Regions from separate parts of the Mus musculus genome. Here all the other regions are linked to region 4. A link is a contact called in public promoter capture Hi-C data. All regions are on one chromosome and are shown on one strand. Each heading gives the region's core, a stretch centred on a gene start, on an enhancer-like site or on the middle of the called end of the contact. The rest is flanking DNA. Distances are from core to core; before and after follow the strand shown. Region 1 holds the start of Prkag1 (protein kinase, AMP-activated, gamma 1 non-catalytic subunit). Region 2 holds the start of Kmt2d (lysine (K)-specific methyltransferase 2D). Region 3 holds the start of 4930578M01Rik (RIKEN cDNA 4930578M01 gene). Region 4 holds the start of Smim41 (small integral membrane protein 41). Region 5 holds the start of Kansl2 (KAT8 regulatory NSL complex subunit 2).

Region 1 (2,700 bases), core at 174-2,673, 2.5 Mb after region 4:
GAGCTGGCCCCAGGGGGAGCCAGAGGGTGATGGTGCCCTTATCTTCCTTTCCCTTCCTTTCCCCCCCCAAGCTTGTGCTGCAGACGAACCTCTTCCTGCGGGTAGCGGTAGGGTAGAGGGTGTGTGAGGCCTCAGACCCCTCTCTGGTGGAGCGAGGGGATGAAATGACGCTTCTATGCAGTTCTCTCCTAGGGGCTGTGGGCAGAGGGCATTTTGTAATTACTATTTTCAAGAATCAGATTATCTGGATTGTAGAGATGGGCTGGATGGTGGCAAATGGGCAGGCCTGCTGGAGGGGTAGGGCGGTTGCTGTTGTGATTTTAGGTTTTTGTTTTGTTTTAAATTTGGGGGATTGTGGATTGATGGGGGTAGGGAGATTTTTGGGTTTTTTTTTTTTTTTTTTTTTTTTTTCTGGCCTTTTTTTTTTCTTTTCTTTTCTTTTTTTTTTTTTTAAAGCTGCTTCCTCAACTGTTTCAAGCTGCAAATGTTTGAGAATAACAACTCCCCCACACTCCCACGGAAACCATTGTAATTAGACTAGACAGTGGGAACCTGGGCTTGCTGTCCCCAAAGCCACAGAGCTGAACGGTCTAGGCATTAGGTGGGGGAGATGGTCTCCTGTGAGTCAGGCTCTGGTTGGGGTTTGGGCCCTAGAACTGGGAAAGGAGAAGGGGCAGACTTTGTAAGCATATGCTAGGTATCCGATAGTCCTGTAGAATTTAGTGAAGAAACCTTATACAGTTTTTAATTTTTATATAAACTATAACTCAGACCCACGCTACAAGGTTGGAATTTTGGTTGTTGTTGGTTTTTTTTTTTTTTTTAAAGTACCCTGCCTGTATAATTGCATCAGAATCCCACCCCCAACCCCGCCCCCTGTGTTTGTATTTTGGGTTGGTTTACACTTGCACTCAATTTTCAGTTTCTCCCTTTTTACCTTCTACCTTCACCTCCAGGACCCTCCCCCTTTAAAAAAAAATAAATCGCTGACAAGTGTGAACCCGTGAAGAACTTTCTTTTGTGTTGTGTGTATCCTGTACAGCAAGGTTGGTCCTTCGTGACAACGGATGAAATGGTTCCCTTTTTTAAAGCGCTCTCTCTTCCTCCACCCCCAGCGCCCCTGTCCTTGGCATGTTTTGTATCAGCGATCATTCTGAACTGTACATAATTTATGTTGCGAGAGGCAAAGGGCAAGTTTTGGATTTTGCTTCTTCAAAGTTTGTTTTTAAACGATAAATAAAAAAAGAACATTTTAAATACAAGTGCCTCTGTCCCATGACCCTCGCCGTTGGCCAGATCTTAAGGTCCTGGAGAGCTGGGAGAGGAAGGTTACCCAATAAACCAGGCTCAGCCACCGCCGGAAGGGTGGGTTCCCCGCCTTCCGCCCTGCGGCTGGGGTCTGACGTAGGCGGAAGTGGTGCGCGGCACCGGATGTGGGGCGGGGTCTGGCGCCAGGGAGCTTTCCAAGCTGAGGAACTGGCGGGCGCTAGCAATGGAGTCGGTGAGTGGCGCAGGAGGGCGGCGGGGGGCGCTGTGGAGCCGGAGACCCCCCGCTAGGAGCCGGGGAAGGCCGGCCCGGCTTGGCGCTGGAGTCCGGGACTCCCCTTCCTCTGCTCGGGTGGGCGCCTCTCCTAGGTCTGGGCCACACCCGTGCCCGCCCGCCCGCCCGCCCGCCAGGGGTCCGCGGTACCCTGAGAGATAGGGAGCGGGTTGTGAGCTTGGAGCCCCCTGCCCATGAGTGCCTCAAGTCCTTTCCGAAGTTTGCATGAGAGCGGGGTTGTGATCCCGCGTATTAGGTGAGCGAGCCCGGCTTGCAGGGAGCTCCAGGACCCCGTTTGTGCGATTGCTTAAGCAATTGTTGGCATCCTGCGAGGTTCCATTCCTTTACTAAGCCCGAGAATTGAATTTTCCGCGAAGGAAGGAATCCAGGAGGCCACTGTGTCCCCTGGACAAGTTTAGGTCGTGTCCTGATCAGTGACGCTGTGCATGCGTGTTGACAGCTCGTTCTTGGCGAGCACCGTCGGCTCGGCTCTTTACAGATGCGGTAGGTTTATCTGCTACTTACTTGTTTGACCGACCTCATTCGCAGGAGCTTTCTCTGCCACTCCGAAGGCCCTCCCATCGACTTCCTGCTCCGTAGTTTTTAACCGAGTATCTTCTGAGGGCAGCTTGGGGTTTGTCTTCCCCCACCATATATCCATGTAATACTTGCAGGTTCGCTCTTCTTAGAATTGCGTTTTCTTTGAGTCAGTTACTTGGCCTGGAGTAAATTCTCTCCCCCTCCCCCCCCCCCCGCCCCTTTGTGTGCAGAGGAATAGTGTAACTTAGTTTATAAAGAAGGAAGGATAAAGTGGTAAAATGGTATGCAGGTGGTCCTCTAACCAAGGATTTTGTTTTTCTACAGAGAAAGCATTCTCAGCAAAAGTAGTTTGATTACATTAAATTTAAAACAACACGTTTCTAACTTGTAAATGTATTATTTACATTATAAGTGAACTGTGAGTATATAGTTCTAAAGCAACTTTTCTCTATATTTACGAATTTAGCCCTTTGCTTTATATATACTGGAGTACAGAGAGACAGAGATGAGAGGTACCGGGAAGGCTGTTAGTTAAGGTAGACTGTAGTAAGTACTGTCCTTAGGGCTTTTTTTTTTTCCCCTCCCCTGAGACAGGGTTTCTCTGGGTAGCCCTGGCAGCT
Region 2 (2,700 bases), core at 5-2,504, 2.4 Mb after region 4:
AGGAGTTCCAAGGGTCAGTGACTTTAGGGAACAGAATTAAAAAGTGGCCAGAATCCTAGCTTTACCACCCAGAAGGTAAAGGAGGCAGCTCCTGGGCCGTGGCGAAGAAGAGGGGGGCTTTATTCCCACGTGTCTGCCCGGCGGCCAGCCTGGCGCAGTCGGGGTTAATCTGCAGCGGAGGGATCCCGGAGCGTGTGCGTAGAACTGCAGAGTCACAGCCTTTCCTCCAAGAGGGCTGTACCCCTCCGCCGCCCCGCTCCAACACAAAATAGGGCCTCCTCTTCTCCTTTCTCCCCTTCTCGAGTGGGGTTCCCCAGGCAAAAGGGCCCCCTGGATCTCGCGCCGGACGCTCCACGAGTCTCTACGATCGCTGCCCAGCTCCAAGGCGAGGAAAGAGCCTCTTCGCAGGAACCACCCTACCGGCCGAGCAGGAGGCGGAGGGGGGAGGCGGAGCGGCGCCGCGCTGCACTACTTTCCTCTCCGGTTGCAAATGGCTGCCTCGTTCCCCACTTTCCGCTCAGTTTCCTGACCCCCCGGCGCCGGGAGCCGGGGTTGGACCATGCACCTCTAGACCCCCCGCGATCAGTGCCTGCCGGGGGTCTAGGGGGTGCCGCTGACCACAGGCGGCCAGGCCGGGGGCGGGGCAGCTCCCGAGGCCAGAGGGGAAGGGAGGCGAGCGCTGGGCCTGGAGCGGCCGGAGGGGAGCGGGCAGAGGGCTCGCACCGCCCGCCCCTTCCTCTTCCTCGCCCACCAACCCTCCTCCCTTCCCCGGGGGGAGCAGAAGGTGGGGGGCTCGAAGCCGCCGAGGGGGGACGCTCGGGGTCGCGGAGCCCGGCGCTGGGTGTGTGTCAGGTTCGGCCCCGCCGGCTCCGCGTCGCCGTAGCTCGCGCGGCCCCGGGGCGCCGGCCCGGCGGGGAGAGGGGCTCGGCGCGGCTGCGAGGGGCTCACGTTCCATCCGGGCCCGGCGCGCGGCGCGGCGCGGCGCGGCATTCCTTCCGGGCTGCTGGGGAGGCGCCTCGACGTTCCATCTGGAGAGCCTCGACGTTCCGCCCGAGCCCGGCGCGGGCGGCCGGGGCGCTGGCCGGGCCCTAGGACTGAGAGGCCGCCCCGCGACGCGGATGCGGAGCCTGCTCGCCCAAGATCAAAGCCACCGGTGCTCTCTTTGTGTCCGCTCGGGATTCGCCGCCCTGGGGCTGTTCATGGAAACCTAAACTGCTGGAACCTGAGGCAGAGAACCCCTGTTGGATTTTTGCTTTTTTTTTTTTTTTTTTTTTTAAACCCCCGGGGGAAGGGTGACCACTCCGACCTGGATTTACCGTTCTTGGTCTCCCTAAGCCCCCCCGAGTGGGGGGCGGCTGTGCTCGCTCTGGCGGTTGGAGGTCGGGGAGCGGCCCGGGCTCTGGCCATGTTCTCGGATGAGGATTTCTGGATCGCCCTGTGAAGAGGTGAGTGAAGTCCGCCCGGCCTGGGCCCAGAAAGGGTTGGACTAGGGGCACAGCCAGATGGACTATCTTGGCCGGTGGCTGGCCTTTAGGTTGGAGAAAGGGGTGCCAGAGCTGGGGAGGGTTCCTTTGGCAGGGTCTGTCAAGGGAATCTGAGCCAGTTGCCACGGCAGAACCGAGGCCTGGTTTCTTGGGGTGTGCCTCTTTAAAGATTGGGGGTTCAGGGAACTACAGGAGTTTGGGAACATGTCCAGATAGCCTCTCTGCCTGTTTATTTTTGTGTTGAGGGAGTTCGACCAAACTAGGACCCAGGCCCTGATGCCAACACCAATCCCAGGCTGTTGTCCCCCACCCCCACCCCCAGGGTTCCTTGGGACAGAGCAACTTGGTGGGGGGATGCCACTGCCAGGTCCCACATACTGCCAGATTGGACTTTAATGTTGTTCCTACCTACCTGGGCACCCAAAACAATCCGTGGGAAACTCAAGGAGCCCTGAGTCCTTCACCCGGGAGGTGGGGGGGGGGGGGGAGGGTGGGTGGAAACTGGTGCGATGAAGAGGGGAGCTGGGGCATGAAGGAGGTGGGGCTGGGGCAGCTCTGCCCCTGCTGTTCAACTTAACTACTCTGCCTGGCAAAGTGACCCCAGCAAGGCCTAGTGGTGTCTTAGCCTGCTTCGTTTCCCCTCCTCTTGGGATGGACATAATCTCCGGGGGATTATAGAGGAGGCCGTTGAGATCTGTTCTCTACGAATGTGGGCTGCAAAAAAATGGCTTTTGTCTCTTGCTTTCTCTGGGCCTAGTGTAGAGTTAGCTGCCCATGAGTCCCTGGCCAATCCTGAAAGCCCCCGCCAGATCTCTACAATGCTTTTCTGGCTACGGAATGGTAAATAGTTCTCAGGTGCTGCCCCGGCTCTGCAGAGTAGGCTAGCTTGTGCCTCTTTGATGGAGAAATGACTTTATTTGTGCTCTTTTCTGCTGGAAGCCAGTGTTTCCAGCCCTGGTAGGAGGTGCTGGGGAGAAGGGGTGTGTATCTACAGCAGGAAGGGTGCAGCATGAGCCTCCCGCCTCAGCCTCTGGGCCCCGGGCTGGGGACAGCCTCTCTCACACCTGTCATGTTGCCCAGCAGGGATTTGGCTAGTGCATTTTGCGCCCTCATTCCACCCCCTCCAAAATACATTTGCTAGGTCTCCTTGAGTATTGTCTCAGAAAGGGGAAAGCAGGGGGTTTGCCCTTGAAAGCTTTCTGAGAGTTGGCATAGG
Region 3 (2,700 bases), core at 111-2,610, 2.3 Mb after region 4:
ATTTGTTGGAAACTGCCCCCAAATCAGGCTTGTTTCATGTCTAGTACTGCTCATTGCTCGTGTGTGTTTTGGTTCCTACTAAATTTCATCTGCCCGCTAAGTATCCGCTTGTATTGTGTTTAGAACAATGGAATATTTGTGTGCTTCTGTGAGAGCTACACAGCAGGAGACTGGCTGCCCGCAGCTGCCCCAGCCCTCAGACAGCCCTGAGACCAGCCTGGTTAGCCCTCCTGGAGACCCTTCAAAGGCTCCCTTTCACATTCGAGGCTCAGCTAGAACAAATAAGCAGATGTCACCGGCTTATCTTTACGTTTGTAAGTTTAAAAAAAAAAGTTGATAAAATTTTTCATAATATTTGAAAAAAATATTAATATTCACAAATTGTGAATATTCATAATTCTGCCTTGTGTTGGTTGATGGCAGCTACCCCTACAGTGGGCATTAGCAAAGCTTTTAATCTCGGGGTTCGAAGTTCCCAAAATATGTTACCTCATATTTTAAAGAACCTCGATTTAAAAATCATAAGCGCTTTTGGGGACAAGATCTGTTTTGCACTTCATATTTTCCACACATACGTCGAGGCTTTAGACATGCAGCAGATATCCATGGAGTTCATGAGTATTAGCTAGATGCTCTGGCACACGATGGTAATCCCAGCACTCAGGAGGCAGAAGCAGGAGGTTCAGGAGTTCAAAGACAGCTCCCACCCCCACCCCCACCCCCATCCTTGAAGGTCTCAAAAGAAATAAAGCAACTAAGAAAAGCATTAAAGAGACAGCGAATGTGAGCTCATGCCAAGTTTAGGCCACACCATCGGCACAGTACAATAACGCAACATCATTTACTCCAAAAATACCCTAAGTGCTTTCCAGTCATAGATTATCTCATTTAGAAACTCAGGCTGCGGGGCTGGAGAGATGGCTCAGCGGTTGAGAGCACTGACTGCTCTTCCAGAGGACCTGATTTCAAATCCCAGCAACCACATGGTGGCTCACAACCATCTGTAAAGGGACCTGGTGTTTCTGAAGACAGCTACAGTGTACTCATATAAATAAAATATATAAATTAAAAAAAGAAAGAAAGAAACTCAGGCCGCGTCACAGGTGCGGCTGTGAGGGTTAAAGGGGGCTGCACTTGGAAAAGACCAGATGTCACTATCACCCTTTTTTTTTTTTTTTTTGGTTTTTCTGTATAGCCCTGGCTATCACCCTATTTTATATGTGACAAAGCTCACTCACACAAGAAACACCGCTAATCAACAGTCTTCCCGGCTGGCATTCTCCAGTTTTGTTACTGTTGTTTCTGTTTTGTTTTGGACAGAGTCTCCCGGTGTGGGACAGACTGGCTTCTTCAGTCTCCCAAGGGTTTGGGTCACAGCTGTGCATCCCCGTGTCCATCCTCCGGGACTTTCCAGGCTACCAACCACACCCATAGCTCCATTCCTTAACCACCCTCCCTCGAGCCACAGTGACGTGCTTCCTCTGAAAGACCATCCCAGAAGTGAAAGCGCTCAGTACACCAGGTTTGCGATTCGTTCCCTGGGCTACCTCACTTCGTGTTTACAACATCGCCTTTGTGAGTCGGCCACTAATACCTCAGGTGTAAGGAATAAAGGACTGGAGAGTGGGGGTTAACCACCCGGAGGCAGGGGGCTAACGATAAACGGTGAGAACACAGCGCGCCTGCGCTGGGTCTCTGCGCTTACCGTGCTGCTATGGGCCGCCTGCTTCTCTAGTTCCTCTGTGTTGTTAGTAACACTCCAGTCAGCCATAACGCGTGTGCCTGTTTCAACCCGCCCCGTGAATACAAACCCAGTTAGATGTTGGCTTGTGCCATGAAGTCATTTCAAGAGCTGAGTGAAAACAAGGGAAAGGTTCTGATGCTAGCCGCATCAGCTGGGAGGAAGAGGCAGAAACGTTTAAAAGGAGCTCCACAGGGCACAGAGAGGAAAAGGACAGACAAGTCAAACAGAAAATACAGCATGGCGCGGTTCCTGTTTCTAAAAGTCACACAAAACAAATGACACACTTATACACATACATCCGTGAAGACCGAAGGAGAAATGTTGGTAACATTGGCTCTCTGGACCGGGGCCTGGCTTAAAGTGACAGAGTAGTGACATTTTATAAGATAGTTTATTAACATAATGGGTATGTAAGAGAAAGAAGAACTGGGCGGGGGCAGAGACGTTGTCAGAAAATAAAAGATCAGAATAAATAAATCTAATAAACATTTAAAAAAAAGAAAAAGAAAATAAAAGATTACCCCCTTGCTGTAAAGGTTGTGGCAGGAACACACTAGGCTAAAGCCACTGGTCTGTGTCCATAGAGACAGACAGATGTCGGCTTAACCTCTCATCGTGAATTCGATGGTTTTCAATATTTAATATTTCTTACTTCTACCAAAAAGGTTCTCACATTGTGGCTCTCGGAACTGGACCAGCCTGGGCGGGGGAGGGGAGGTATCGGCTGTGTTTCTTTGTGTTGTTGGACTAATTTCCTTATCTACCAAGAGGAGAGGCTAGAAAGAGACAGGCTCCAGAGAGTGGTGTGAGGATTAAATGAGAGAATAAATGGACAATAACTCAGGCCACAGGGACATGTGGGCCCCAGCCCTCCCACTTCACCTGATCTCTAACTTTATCTTTAAGATAATTAAATGTCCCTCTCTGAGAACTTTTGTTGTTCATTACTAATGGCC
Region 4 (2,700 bases), core at 176-2,675:
TGAGGCTAACATGGCACGGCTGCCCAGAATTGGTGCCAAACCCTTAGGTGCTAAGCAAGGATCACACATCGTCAGCTTCACAGCAGATTACCTCCACCTACCCACACCCTCAGCCCCTCACCAGGCCATCATCACGGGCATCCTGCACCACCGTATTCCTGGCGGTAACTTGAAAGTAGGAGCCTTGAGAGTCGCCAAGAGACGGCCACTCACAGACGTCCCCAGTAGCCCCTACACACAGCTGAATATCAATGGGATGGTAAAGGCACCCCCCACCCCCATTTCATGGTTCAGCCTGAGGTGGCCTTGGACTGGAGTTACTTTGTCCTTTGGGCCACCCAGACCCTTCTCTCCAGATGGTTCCTGTCCTTAGAGAGCTAGAGGCGGGAGACCCAGACGCAGCCCCCACAGCTGGGAGTACTCAGCCTTCTCCTTCCTCCGCATATGCTCCTGCACGAAACCTTGCTGTCCCCACCCCCAACACAGCACACAAAGCTTCTGGCTGAGCTACACGTGAGCGGGGAGCCAGGAGAGGAGTCTTTGGCACATCTCTCTGTCCCCACTGTTCACCCAACCAGGGGTACCTCTAATGGGAGTGAAGAATCTCTCTCCTCTACCTTCACCTCCGGTGGGCCCCAGCCTGCCCACTCCCTCCCTGGACAGAAGCTTTGGGAAGGAGACAGCAGCAAGCTGAGAGCTCAGGCTGGGTTGTATTAGCCTCTAGAACAGAGGGTCCTGCTGAGTCCAGCAGACCACAAGTTAACCTGGGCAGATGCAGAACACGGGGAAACATAGGTACACAAAGAGCTCCCATTCACAGAACTCTCCGGCCTCCCTCCTTTAGCATAAGGGACACGAAGGCTGTCTGTGCCTCAGAGGCACAGGGACCTCCAGCTCTACCCTGGCCTTGAGCAGCTGTCTGTACCCAGTGATGTCCACCTAATGAGAACAGAGACCATCACTGTGCCCACCCCACGCAGCCCCAACCCCAGACTCCCTGTGTCTCAAGGCTCTCACCTGTGCGGGAAATAAGAGCTTGTGGGTTGGACCTTCCGCTGTGCCTCACAGAAATGAACTCTGGATGGCGTGGCACAGAACAGGCTGAATCTCAAGAGCAGCTGACACCTAGGAGTCGTCATCCCCTCCACAGGCACCAGGCTCAGCCTCGGGGGTTGAATGCCTTTCTCGGGCCAGCAGGGCTATCAGGCCCTGAGCGCGGAGGAGGAGTCCACCACCCAGGAACAGGATCCCACAGAGCACCAAAAGTGACAGGACGCCCAGCACGACTGCCTGCACCATGCGTGGCCCCTCTGGGGGTCCGAGTGGCAGCCCGGACTGGTTGCAGCAGCTCAGCCAGGCAGCCTTGGCTGCAGCTCCCACCTGTGAGCCGTTCATGCTCCCACCAGCTGCCCAGATGTGCACACTACCCTTGAGAGTTGAGGCTGTGTCAGAAGTCTCTAAGGGGCGGGCCTCCCAGGGCCCTACCGCCCACTCTACCCAAGTGCGTGCAGAGCAGCGCTCAGGCCCCTCCTAGACAGACTCCTCCAGAGTGGCCTCGAGGTCCTTCTCTGACAGGCTGGATCCTTAGGCCCAGCCTATCTGTTCTCCAAACCTATGTCCATCATTCAAAATTGCCAGGTAAGCCTAAAAGGCCCGTTTCCACGACTTTCCTCCATAGAAAAAGGCCAAGATTCTGCATCCTCGGGGCTTTCAGAGCATCTACGATTCTTGTTTGTTTGTTTTCGAGACAGGGTTTCTCAGTGTAGCCCTGGCGGTCCTGGAACTCACTCTGTAGACCAGGCTGGTCTCGAACTCAGAAATCCACCTGCCTCTGCCTCGCCTCTGCCCCTCTGCCCCTCTGCCCCTCTGCCCCTCTGCCCCTGCGCCTCTGCCTCTGCCTCCCAAGTGTTGGGATTAAAGGTGGTCATCATGACTGCCCAGCTGTGTCTACAATTCTTAGACCCCATCCCAAGTGCTGACCACTCTGAGCAAAGCACGGGACAGACAGCTTTCTGTTCCTGAAACAATTCTCACACACAGGACAGTCCGAATGGTGGAAAGTCTTCCTTCAGGGCAGACAGGCAGAACACAGTACTCCAGACCCCAGGGCAGAGAGAATGGCTAGAAGTACCCAGATAGCAAGGCCTACCTCCATTCCTTCTCTCCTGTCTTCTTGTCCAAGAAGTCCTCTTTACCGAGAACACAGCAGATCTAGAGAGCAAGGAGGGGTGTAGGGACTGATGTAATTATGAACTGAAACAATTTAGGAAGGGAGCAGAGATCTGGCCCACGGTCCTACCTCATGGGAATCATAATTCTGCAGAGGGTGAACACATCACTGTCTTGGTGTCTACACAGCCACTGCCAGCTGGGTACCTGTCACACAGCCAGGGGTCAAGTCCAGTGCAATCTGCAGGCAGAGAAGCCTGCCCGGGTCTGCTGCAAGATCCTTTAGCAAATTTCAAGTTCCCATTTCAAACATAAAGCCACTCTGGAGAGACTTGGGATACAGCCCAGTTGGTAGAATGCCTGCCTAGCAACTTGTCCAACAGGAAGCTTCAGGTTTTAAATCCCAGCCCAACATAAAACAGGTCAGAATAGCACGGAATCCCAAGGTCAGACTATAGCATGAGTTTGAGGCCAGCTAGGACTACCTAGAAACTTCGGACTCAAGTAGATCACAGAGCCAGCTAGCAAGGT
Region 5 (2,700 bases), core at 147-2,646, 2.8 Mb after region 4:
CTGGCCTCGAACTCAGAAATCTGCCTGCCTCTGCCTCCCGAGTGCTGGGATTAAAGGCATGTGCGCCACCATGCCGGGCACAAATAAGTTTTTAAAAATGGTGCACTCCAGGTTCAGTGAGACAAGTCCAGATCCTGTCTTTGACCACAGAGACCCCCTTGCCTCTCTCCACAGTGTTCAGATTACTGGTGTGTGCTACCTACCGTAACCGTACCTGGTGGCTTTTTCATCTTTTGTTTTTGAGACACGGTTTCTCTGTGCAGCCCTGGCTGTCCTGGAACTGGCTTTGTAAACCAAGTTAGCCTCGAACTCGGAGATCTGCCTGCTTCTACTCTTCCCCCCCCCCCCCCCCCCCCCAGTGCTGGGGTTAAAGGAGTCTGCCACCACTACCAAGTGGGAGATACTCTCTTAAGAGAATAAGTTGGGAGGCAGAGGCAGGCGGATTTCTGAGTTCGAGGCCAGCCAGGGCTGCACAGAGAAACCCTGTCTCCAAAGGGGGGCGGGGGGGGGGGGAGAAGAAGAAGAGAATAAGGCAGAGAGCCATCGGATTTCTATAGGTGTGGTTGGAATCTTTAAAGAATCGTGAAAACGGAATAGCCTGTTTCTATAATACACTATTCGGCAGGGCGTTGAGAAGCATGCGCTATGCCAGAAGTCATTTTGATTTTCCATCACTTTATCTGTAAATAATGTCTACCTAAAAAATAATGTCTACCTCTTAGGGCTGCTCTACAAAAATTAATTAGTACATATATATGATTCATGAGATAGAAAGAGTTCGAGTGTTTACATGAAATGACCAAGAAAAAAAAATTAAATGAACTGGTTGGTCACCATAGAAAACTAATAAAACCTTTTCATGTGTAAACAGAAAACACGGTCAGCCACCGTCCACTTTTTTTCTTTTCTTTTTTTTAAGATTTATTCATATGAGTACACTGTCCCTGTCTTCTGACACTGCAGAAGAGGGCATCGGATCCCGTTAGAGTTGGTTGTGAGCCACCATGTGGTTGCTGGGAATTGAACTCAGGATCTCTAGAAGAGCAGTCGGTGCCATTTCTCCAGCCACCCCAATGTCTACTCTTCTGCTGTGTAGGGACGGTAAAGAAGTAGCTGCCCGAGAAGACTGGAGACTACTGCCACCAGAAGACGAACCCTTCAGATGGAAAAATATCCGAATCCGGCGACTGGCGGTGGCCCGCCTTTCCGACGGCCCACTCACCGGCCGAGTTTCTGACAGACACTTCACTTCAGCCACTCCCGTTGTGGAGTCTCTCACTGTCCCGCCCTCCACAGGCTAGTGTTAGTTCTGACCAATAGGAGCACAGCACCCTCAGCGCAGCAACCAATCAGCGTCTAGGGTCGCGTTCCGAGCAGGCGGAGCAGCCAGAGGGCAAGCTGCGCGGTGCCGCGCGGTGGGGGAGGTAAGATGGCGCCGTGCCGGGCGCTTCTCCTTTGCTGTTAGGCGCTGCTCGCCTTCTCTGTCAGCTCAGCGCGGCACGTCGTCTCCTGCAGCGTTGGAGCCTCTCTGGTTGCTAGGCTTTCGGGGAGCCAGGTTCTCCGGTGCCGGGAGCCGTGGGACAAGATGGCGCTTGTAGGACGACGGCCAAGGCGCTCGGGTCGGGGCTGTGAGCGCTGAGGCGGCCAGGGACAAAGGCGGCGAGCCGGGGCGTGGGGGCGGGGCGTGCCGCGCCGTTGCAGTGGTGCCGCGTGGGACAGGCGCCGCGCTTCCGGTCTGCTGCTGCGGAGATTCGGCCAACGTGGTAGGGGCCCGGGCGGCGGGCGGGTCGGTGACGGGAGGCTGGAGGGCGGCCGCGGGAGCACGCAACCAGGACTCGTGGCCGGGCTAAGGCCGTTTCGATCTGTCGTGTGACCGCCCTCCCCGCAGGTTTTGGCATGAACAGGATTCGGATTCACGTCTTGCCAACGAATCGGGGGAGGATCACCCCAGTGCCCAGGTCGCAGGAGCCCCTTTCCTGTTCGTTCACTCACCGCCCGTGCTCTCAGCCGCGGCTGGAGGGGCAGGAGTTCTGCATTAAGCACATTCTTGAAGACAAGAATGCACCCTTCAAACAATGTAGTTACGTCTCGACGAAGAATGGAAAAAGGTGCCCCAGTGCTGCCCCAAAGCCCGAGAAGAAAGATGGGTACGTGGAGAGGCGTGGGTTATATGGGTGCCTTCGGGCTCCGAGAGTCGTTCTTACTTTTCAATGCACGCCAAGCACAGGTTGTATCACCGAGCCTGCTTCAACGCCCAAACCTCCTACCGTTAGACTTTTATTACATTTCGAAGCATTTATTTCCCGTTGGTAGTTTGTTTTGTGTGGTTAGGGACACGTGGGGAGGTCAGAGGCCAATTTGCTGGAGTCGGTTTTAGTACCTCCTGGTACGGAAGGACAGACAGAAGGTTAAGCTAGGCTTGCAGAGTCACAGACTCCCCCACCCCCGGCTCCTCTTTTGAGACAGTCTCGCCCTTGCTTGGAACAGTTTTGGCAACCCTTTATGGTTTTTTAAAGAACTTTCATGTGTATGGGTGTTTGCCTGCATGTGTGTTGGTGTACCACGTTCATGCTTGAGGGGAGGGCGTTGGGTCTCCTGGAACTGGAGTGGGAGAATGTTGGTGCCACATGCTTGTCCCCTGCCTTCAGTTTTAAAGTGCAAAGGGGAACATGATGTGTAGAGTTGGTCGTATCTGCGGAG

The links. Promoter capture Hi-C pulls out the DNA fragments that hold promoters and counts their contacts.
Region 1: a contact with region 4 is called in a promoter capture Hi-C map of pre-B cells, with 2.7 times the contacts expected there. The contact joins the promoter of Prkag1 here to the promoter of Smim41 in region 4.
Region 2: a contact with region 4 is called in a promoter capture Hi-C map of pre-B cells, with 3 times the contacts expected there. The contact joins the promoter of Kmt2d here to the promoter of Smim41 in region 4. A contact is called at or near these places in 2 of 39 promoter capture datasets (liver and pre-B cells).
Region 3: a promoter capture Hi-C map of liver shows a contact between it and region 4, with 2.9 times the contacts expected there. The contact joins the promoter of 4930578M01Rik here to the promoter of Smim41 in region 4. A contact is called at or near these places in 3 of 39 promoter capture datasets (cranial neural crest, liver and pre-B cells) and 1 of 9 other capture datasets (liver).
Region 5: a contact with region 4 is called in a promoter capture Hi-C map of the 3T3-L1 cell line, with 6 times the contacts expected there. The contact joins the promoter of Kansl2 here to the promoter of Smim41 in region 4. A contact is called at or near these places in 2 of 39 promoter capture datasets (the 3T3-L1 cell line and liver).

What each region holds. Positions count from the first base shown.
Region 1 is chr15:98,830,231-98,832,930 of GRCm38.p6, reverse strand. It overlaps Prkag1 (protein kinase, AMP-activated, gamma 1 non-catalytic subunit), which reads left to right and starts at 1,423. Exons shown (of 12, transcript NM_016781.2): 1 at 1,423-1,501. The coding sequence starts at 1,493. Kmt2d (lysine (K)-specific methyltransferase 2D) reads left to right here. Exons shown (of 55, transcript NM_001033276.3): 55 at 1-1,262.
Region 2 is chr15:98,869,759-98,872,458 of GRCm38.p6, reverse strand. Kmt2d (lysine (K)-specific methyltransferase 2D) reads left to right here and starts at 1,254. Exons shown (of 55, transcript NM_001033276.3): 1 at 1,254-1,445.
Region 3 is chr15:98,984,625-98,987,324 of GRCm38.p6, reverse strand. It overlaps 4930578M01Rik (RIKEN cDNA 4930578M01 gene), which reads right to left and starts at 1,360. Exons shown (of 4, transcript NR_045991.1): 1 at 1,239-1,360.
Region 4 is chr15:101,291,950-101,294,649 of GRCm38.p6, reverse strand. It overlaps Smim41 (small integral membrane protein 41), which reads right to left and starts at 1,425. Exons shown (of 2, transcript NM_001369218.1): 1 at 1,018-1,425. The coding sequence starts at 1,395. The coding sequence ends at 1,126.
Region 5 is chr15:98,532,965-98,535,664 of GRCm38.p6, reverse strand. It overlaps Kansl2 (KAT8 regulatory NSL complex subunit 2), which reads left to right and starts at 1,396. Exons shown (of 10, transcript NM_133714.5): 1 at 1,396-1,763; 2 at 1,889-2,147. The coding sequence starts at 1,897.